Linked DNA regions of Mus musculus: region 1 is linked to region 2. A link is a contact called in public promoter capture Hi-C data. All regions are on one chromosome and are shown on one strand. The core of a region is the stretch at or near the end of the contact, and the rest is flanking DNA. Distances in the headings are between cores, read along the strand shown.

Evidence for each region. Promoter capture Hi-C pulls out the DNA fragments that hold promoters and counts their contacts.
Region 1: a contact with region 2 is called in a promoter capture Hi-C map of pre-B cells, with 4 times the contacts expected there. The contact joins the promoter of Gpam here to the promoter of Xpnpep1 in region 2. A contact is called at or near these places in 1 of 39 promoter capture datasets (pre-B cells), 1 of 484 Hi-C or Micro-C datasets (CD4 T cells) and 1 of 9 other capture datasets (liver).

What each region holds. Positions count from the first base shown.
Region 1 is chr19:55,098,129-55,101,572 of GRCm38.p6, reverse strand. Gpam (glycerol-3-phosphate acyltransferase, mitochondrial) reads left to right here and starts at 2,096. Exons shown (of 21, transcript NM_008149.4): 1 at 2,096-2,244. It overlaps Gm31356 (a long non-coding RNA gene), which reads right to left and starts at 2,030. Exons shown (of 3, transcript XR_001782666.2): 1 at 1,941-2,030.
Region 2 is chr19:53,036,810-53,040,230 of GRCm38.p6, reverse strand. It overlaps Xpnpep1 (X-prolyl aminopeptidase (aminopeptidase P) 1, soluble), which reads left to right and starts at 1,661. Exons shown (of 20, transcript NM_001374834.1): 1 at 1,661-1,717.

The sequences.
Region 1 (3,444 bases), core at 847-3,346, 2.1 Mb before region 2:
AGGAACAGGATATTTTAAATTTTGTTCCCTGTAAGCATCCTCATGCTTTATTCTTGGGTACTTTGGTGGTCTTTTGTTTGTATGCTTGTTTTTGAAATTGTCCAAGGGGTAGGGGTGGCACTGGGTTTTTAGGGTTGTTAAATATGACCATAATATGACTTTATTGTAGGGCTATTTTTGCTCTGCTACTGAGGTGAGATCATTTATGTCATAAATAATGAGGTTTCTAGAGTCTTTGAAGATCAGGCATTTTAAGCATCCTTTATGACCACCGAGAATCTTTTAGCTATGACTTGTAGATCCAAGAGCAGTCCCCATATTGTGCTAGCCACAGTGAGTGTTCTTCTTCACTTCATGTTTATGTGTTCTTCTTCCCTGAACCTGTGTCTGCAGGTCTCCATGGCTTCTTTTGCCACATAGCTTTCTCCTCTCTGGTACTCTGATGTTGCTCCTGCTTTGACACCCATAGTCTCTCAATTCTATCTCCTCATTTCAGTCTACCTAAACCTGGCTGAATTCCTTCTTTCTGTACTGAAGCCTGATAACTCTCTCTAGGTGATAAGCCAAAGCAAGTACAGGGTTCAGCTCATTGTGTGCCTCCCCTTGGACTGTCGACCTAAGGTACAGAATGTCTGATTCTTGAATGTCACTGTTTTATACTGCCTGTTTGGTTTTTCTTGTATTAAATAAGACAGCAAATTCTCCCCTGTTGCTCCATCTTGACTGGCTAGACTGGTTACTATAAATCACTCTGCTGATAAAATAAATTGCTTAGGGTGCCACCTGTTTCCAAAACAATTTTCATTATGTAACCAGAACTTAGCACGGCAAACCCACATTCACATGCACAGCCACTCTTGTGCAAGAAGAGTCACTATGACTGAGTTTTATGTAAGACACACTTTCCATATGGCTTACATTTTAGAATTTCTTTGTCAGTCTAATTCATTTCTCTTATCTTCTTTATCAATCTAAAGTTTTTCTTCATGCTTTCCTTCCATGCCTGTTTTGTTGTTAGGGCCCCTGTATCCTGTGCACAAAATTTCACAATGTTTTGGGATAAGAAATTACTCTTTGTAGCCAATATACACTCCTTGAGAGCCTTAGTGAAGTATGTTTGTTTTTTTTTTTTGCTAAGGTACATGTGAGGCTAAATCAAGGCAGGGTCCTTGATGAATGGCCACTTCTACTCTCTGGGGTTGTTTCCCAGAAGAGAATATTTGCTTTGTAGGATGGGTTTATAAAGAGAAGTGGAAAGTTCAAGCTAAGGAAATCTAGTTTTTCTTGTTGTGCCTCAGCTCCCAGTATTTACTGGGTGCTTATTATAACATATTAATTAGGACCCTGATGTAAGGCACTGTCGCTGCCATGGGTTTGCAGTCTGACACCGATGGATGAGGACCTGAGACATGGTGCTCTGGTTAATCTTTGAGATGTCGCAGGAGGCTGTGATAATGGAGGAATGGGGTGGAAGGGAAGGCTTGGAGAAGCAGTTCTGGGACTACAGAGTGCTGGGATGAGAGGCAGAAGCACAACAGGAGAGGGACAGCATCTCCGGGCCACAGCAGGGACAACTGCTGGGGACAGAGGGAGAGGAGCGGCCTCTCTGTTTATGTCTGATGTGCTGGGCCCAGGCATTTGGGTTCTAGGGAGCTATGGGCATGTTTTTAGTTATCTTTCAAGCCTTCCTTTGTCTATTCTACATTTTTTTCGCCGTTGCGGGCTCGGTCACTCAGACATTTCACAACGTTGCACTCTGCAGTCCTTGCCTCTTCATTCTTCACAAATTGAGCTTGGTCTCACATACAAAAAGGCAAGATCACGCACAAGTACCTAAACCCACGCAGCCCGAATGCATTCCGCCACAGGACAGGGCCTGGTGCTAGCCTAGGCTAGCTGAGGTCACGCAAGGGAGATGGCAGACAGACAGACAGACCCACCGGCCGATGCACGAAGCATGCAGCTTGGGCAGTGTAGACATCAGGCTCACTCCCCATGCTCTCCGTCCCCACCGTCCCCTTCCTCCAAGCGCCTTACGCTAAGCCTGGCGGCCGGCAGCCCCGACGTCACTGCCGCGCGCCGCCCGCGTCATCGCGGCGCGCCGCTGCAGCAGGCGCAGAGCCGAAGCGCTGGCAGCTGCGTGCGCCCAGGCGCGAGCTGCCGGGCGGGTGGAGAGGAGCGCGGTGCGCTGTGCGCGGTGCGGGCTGCGGCTGCAGACGCCGCTGGGCCGGAGCGCGGGGTCAGGTGCGTGGGTGGGCGCCGCTCTCCCTGGGCCCGCCCGAGGCTTTGCAAGAGTCCGGGGCGGACACCCGGGTTCCCCCTGGAGTGGGCCGGGCTCCCGGATGGGTGGGCACGGTATCGCTCCAGGGACCGGGCTGCAGTGACAGCACCAGCAGGGCTGACATCCCAGCACGCTCCGTCCCGGGGGGCCGGGAGGGAAACCGAGGCAGCGGGGGACTCCGCGAGCAGCTGGCTCCAGGGACCGCCCGCTGACAGCAGCCCCGCGTACCCCACAGTGTCCCGGGCGTGCTATGGAGACCCCTGCCCTCCCTGCAGCCGGACACAGCTGTCGGGTGGCATGCTGCCCATTTTCCAGATGGGAGAAGCAAGGCGTAGTAGTTAACCAACTTGTCCAAATTCACATGCGTGGTGTGCAGACGGGGCCTTGAACTCCAGAGGGGCCCCCTTGCCCCTGCCTGTGGCCCACTGTCAGATTTTGTTTTCTTCCCTGCTCAGCACTGCTGTTTAGAGCCTCTGGGATTCTTTTCTTTTATTCTCCTCCCCTCTCCTGTAAAAAAATCTGGCTTGACCTCAAGTAAACCCTGTGGGGCTGGAGGAGCAAGGCTTGGACGTCTGTTGGCACAAGCCTCCCTTTCCTCCTCCGATCGCCTCATTTCTTTTCTCAGGCTGCAGTGTGCTCCCCCACTCCCGGCCCCCCTCCGTTGTGTGGCCATTCAGAACCGGAAGTTGGTAGGGGGAGGGGGCGTCGAATCTTTATAATAAAGAACTTTTCCCACCAGATGGGGTGCTTTACTGATCTCTGGTGTCAGCTGATTGCTTATGCTGAACGGCTAAGGGCAGATGTTGTTTTGAGGCTAAACAGTTATCGGAGCAAATCCACGTGGGGATTGTAAAGAGTCCAGGTGTTCCTCTTAGAGAACAGTGTTCTCTCACTGAAGGTGGATTTTGATTTTAAGAGAAGAATCTAATGCTGGGGGGCAGGGGGAAGCCAGCAGCTAAAATAATTAAATAAAGATGATATAAGGTTTTTAAAAATTAAAAAAAGCTGCATTCATACATATAAAATGTCTTACCAAGTAAGCTTACGCTGGGGCTGGAGATGTGGCGCAGTGGTTAACAGTCCCGCTGATCTTTCAGAGGATCAGAGTTTGGTCCCAGCACTTGCATCAGGTAGCTCACGACCTAGCTCCAGGGATCTGATGT
Region 2 (3,421 bases), core at 412-2,911:
GAGCCACTGTGCCGGAGAAGTGTGCAATCTGGGGACATTTATTTCAGCAGCAAACACGTGAGGATGACTGTCAGCTTCTGCCCATTAAAAAAAAAGATTTTATTATATATATATATATATATATATATATATATATATATATATATATATACACACTGTAGCTATCTTCAGACACACCAGATGAGGGCATCAGATTTCATTACAGATGGTTGTGAGCCATCATGTGGTTGCTGGGATTTGAACTCATGACCTCTGGAAGAGCGGTCAGTGCTCTTAACCGCTGAGCCATCTCTCTAGCCCTCCTGCCCATTTTTAAGCAACAGAAACAACTCTTGCTCTGATGGCTATAGTATGTGTGCAGGGTAGAGAGACTATCCTCAGAAGATGAACTCCGGTGAACAACAGTAGAAGCTGTGGGAAAGGGGCCCGGATGGGTCCAAGCGGTTTACAGCTTTAAGCAGGTTTCATCGAGGAGGTGACACTTGACGGGACTGTGAGTGTCAAAGATAGGGAAGGCCAGCTTAGGTGGAGTGAGGTGACCTGTGAGCTGTGATTAAGAAGAGTCACTCCAAATGAAATGGGGACTGCTTAGTTTCTTTTCCCGTCGTTGTGATAAAACATTCTGGCGAAAGGAATTTGAGGGGTAAAGGACTTCTTCGGCTTCCAGTTTCCGTTCATCTAGTCAGGGAGCCAGGCCTTACATCGGTAGTCAAGAGGCGAGAGTAATATATTCATGCTCGTCTTCAGCTCATTTCCATTGATTTTATACAGTCTAGAATCCTCTACCTAGGGAGTGGTTCTGCCCGTCTTAAATAACACAAGACAACCCTCCAGCCAGGCCCAGGGGCTTTTTCTCCCAGGCGATTCTAGAATGGTCAAGTGGACACCTCAGGGTAGGTTCGGTCTGGCTTCTATGCAGGCGTCACACAGGTGAGGTGGAAGTGATGCACCCCAGATAGGTGACGTGATGGAAGTGGGTGGGGCTACGGATCTACTTTGAAGCCAGGACCAAGCGGATCTTGGGCAGATGGGGCATGGACCGGGGAATAAGGCAGATATTACGTCAAGATTTTTGCCCTTAAAACATGGAATAGCCACCGACTGAGATGAAAAAGCCCTACGTGAAGAATGTTTTTGTTTGTACATAGGGTTAGGAGCTAGGTTTGGACGCTTTAACGCCCGATCGTTAGCCCAAGTGAGCAGTAAGTTTTGAAGCTGTTGGGAATAATCATTTGGAAGACATCTCTAAGGTCTCAGCAAGTTATATCCTGATCCAGTCAGTGTCTCCAGGACCCTAAAATAGGTTCTTGCAGAGCTGGCCACGACTCTCTCGTCTTAGCTGACCTAAAAGCTGGAACAAACCGGAGAAGCATGCAGCTTCCTTAGCTGGCAAAACGCCTGTCCTTCCTCTTAAATGGAGAGGAAGATCAGTGACGACTGACCGGCGCCTCTCCCAATTGGTTGCACAGAACACCACACCCTCTCCAAGCAACAGCCCAAAGGTTTTGGAATTCTGACACTCGGCCACGCCCACTCCGGTGAACGGGCGGGGTTTACAGCGGGGCGGAGCCTCTGCGTGAGCACGCCACAGAGGGGAGGAGTGGCCTGCCCGGTGCGCGCGCCTGGCCGTGGGTGATCAGCTGGTCTGCGCTCCCCTGACGTGGGCTGGGGCACGTCACCGCCGAATGGCAGCCTCCAGAAAGCCGCCGCGAGTAAGGTGAGGGGACTGTGCCGGCTGACCGGCATCCGGCGCCCGGCGCGCGAGCTGCACCCCCGGGAGGGTAGGGACGAGAGGGCGAGCAGCGACGGGCCCGCGGCCGTCCGGGGATGGCCTTGGCTAGCGGGGGTTGCCCCAGCGGGAACCGGGGAACGATCTGTGCAGCCCGGCAGGACTCAGCTCGCTTCCGGCGGGGCCCCCGGGCACCTCCGGGCGGCCGGAGCCGGTCCAGGGACCAGTGTGACCGAGGAACTGCCTCGCTGGTCCCGGGAAAGCGGTGATCCTTACCACCCCCGACCCTGAGGGGAGGCCCTGCTGTTGCAGGAAGTTGGTCCCTCTTGGATCCACCCCGGGTACCCAGAAGTGATTGTGCCCCTGCCCTTTTCCTTCCTCCACGGCGGCGATCTAAAGTTACAACCCTGATCATTCTGATGACTGCATTTTACCTCTTGATTCAAACTCCCAACAGAGACAGGCAGCCGTTGTGCCCTCCCCACCCAAATGGTCTCAGGGGCTGTATCAGGAAACAGATAGGCATAGCCTTCCGGAAAATCCTCCTGGAGCCTGCTCTGGGTTCTTCTTGGACACAGGAAGTGAGAAGACACTTCCCAGACTCATGTTGAACATGCTTTAGTGTATCCCTTCTGCACCCGAACCAGGCACACTTGGTTATTTAAAGTGGGAGATGCTAAGAACATAAAACCAGAATTAAAACTCTGAGGGGATGCACAGGGGCGTACCCATCCTCTCAGACCAGTTGAGTCTTGAAAGAACACATGAGGCACCGCAGCCCGACTTGTGAAATTCCGACCATATTATGCCTGTTTCTGTGAGTGGACAGATCTCAAGCCTACCTTGACCCAGACCTGGTCTTGTCACAGCGTGTTAAGTGTGACCAAGAAGTTTATATATGCACGATGGTGGGTGGTGTGGGTAATTGTCCATGTGGTTAGACCTTCCTGGACGTCTTCTGCTGGAAATAAAGTCAGGCAATTGGATAATGATGTAATGTCAAAGGTTCGGAGGCAGCTTGAGGACCACACCACAGTCGTTGCTGGATCCTGGATCCGTAGTCACAGTATTGGGGGTGGTCAGTGAACGTCAGATGGTAGGCTGAGAGGGAGGGTGCCTTCCGGAAGTGGTAGAATTTCAGTGCCATCCAGTGTACAGATGAGGACCCCTTTCAGTTTAGAAGGTCAAACTGAACTCCTTGAAGGAGGCAAATGGAGGCTGGTGGCTGTTAGTGAAGCCAAAGATAGTCGAACCAATCCTGGCACCAGACTTGTCTTCCCCGTCTCACTTCTAGCTCCAGTTGTGTTCAGCTCTCGCTTGGGCAGACTTTTTCCTTCCCGCAGGTGGTGAGAGTTCTAGGCTGACAGTCACTAGAAACAGCCTTATGGTGCGGCTGGAGCAGAGGTCTTAGATCTCCTTCTCACTGAACTCACTTGATGGTTCATGCTATCTGAACTGGTCGTTAGGACCAGAGGGGTGTATTTACCAAGCTTGCATCCATGATGCGCATGGGTTCATGTGATAACAGCAGGTGATAGGTACTTACACCAAACCCTTGGACCGAAATGGGTATGGGGATTGTCATTGTCAGAGCAAAGTGGTGGTTGTCACGTCAAGAGCGGTGGGTTCTGGGTAGTGGAGGACATCTTTGCCTACTTCCCCACCCTAAGAACCCGTCCCATTTATCTCATT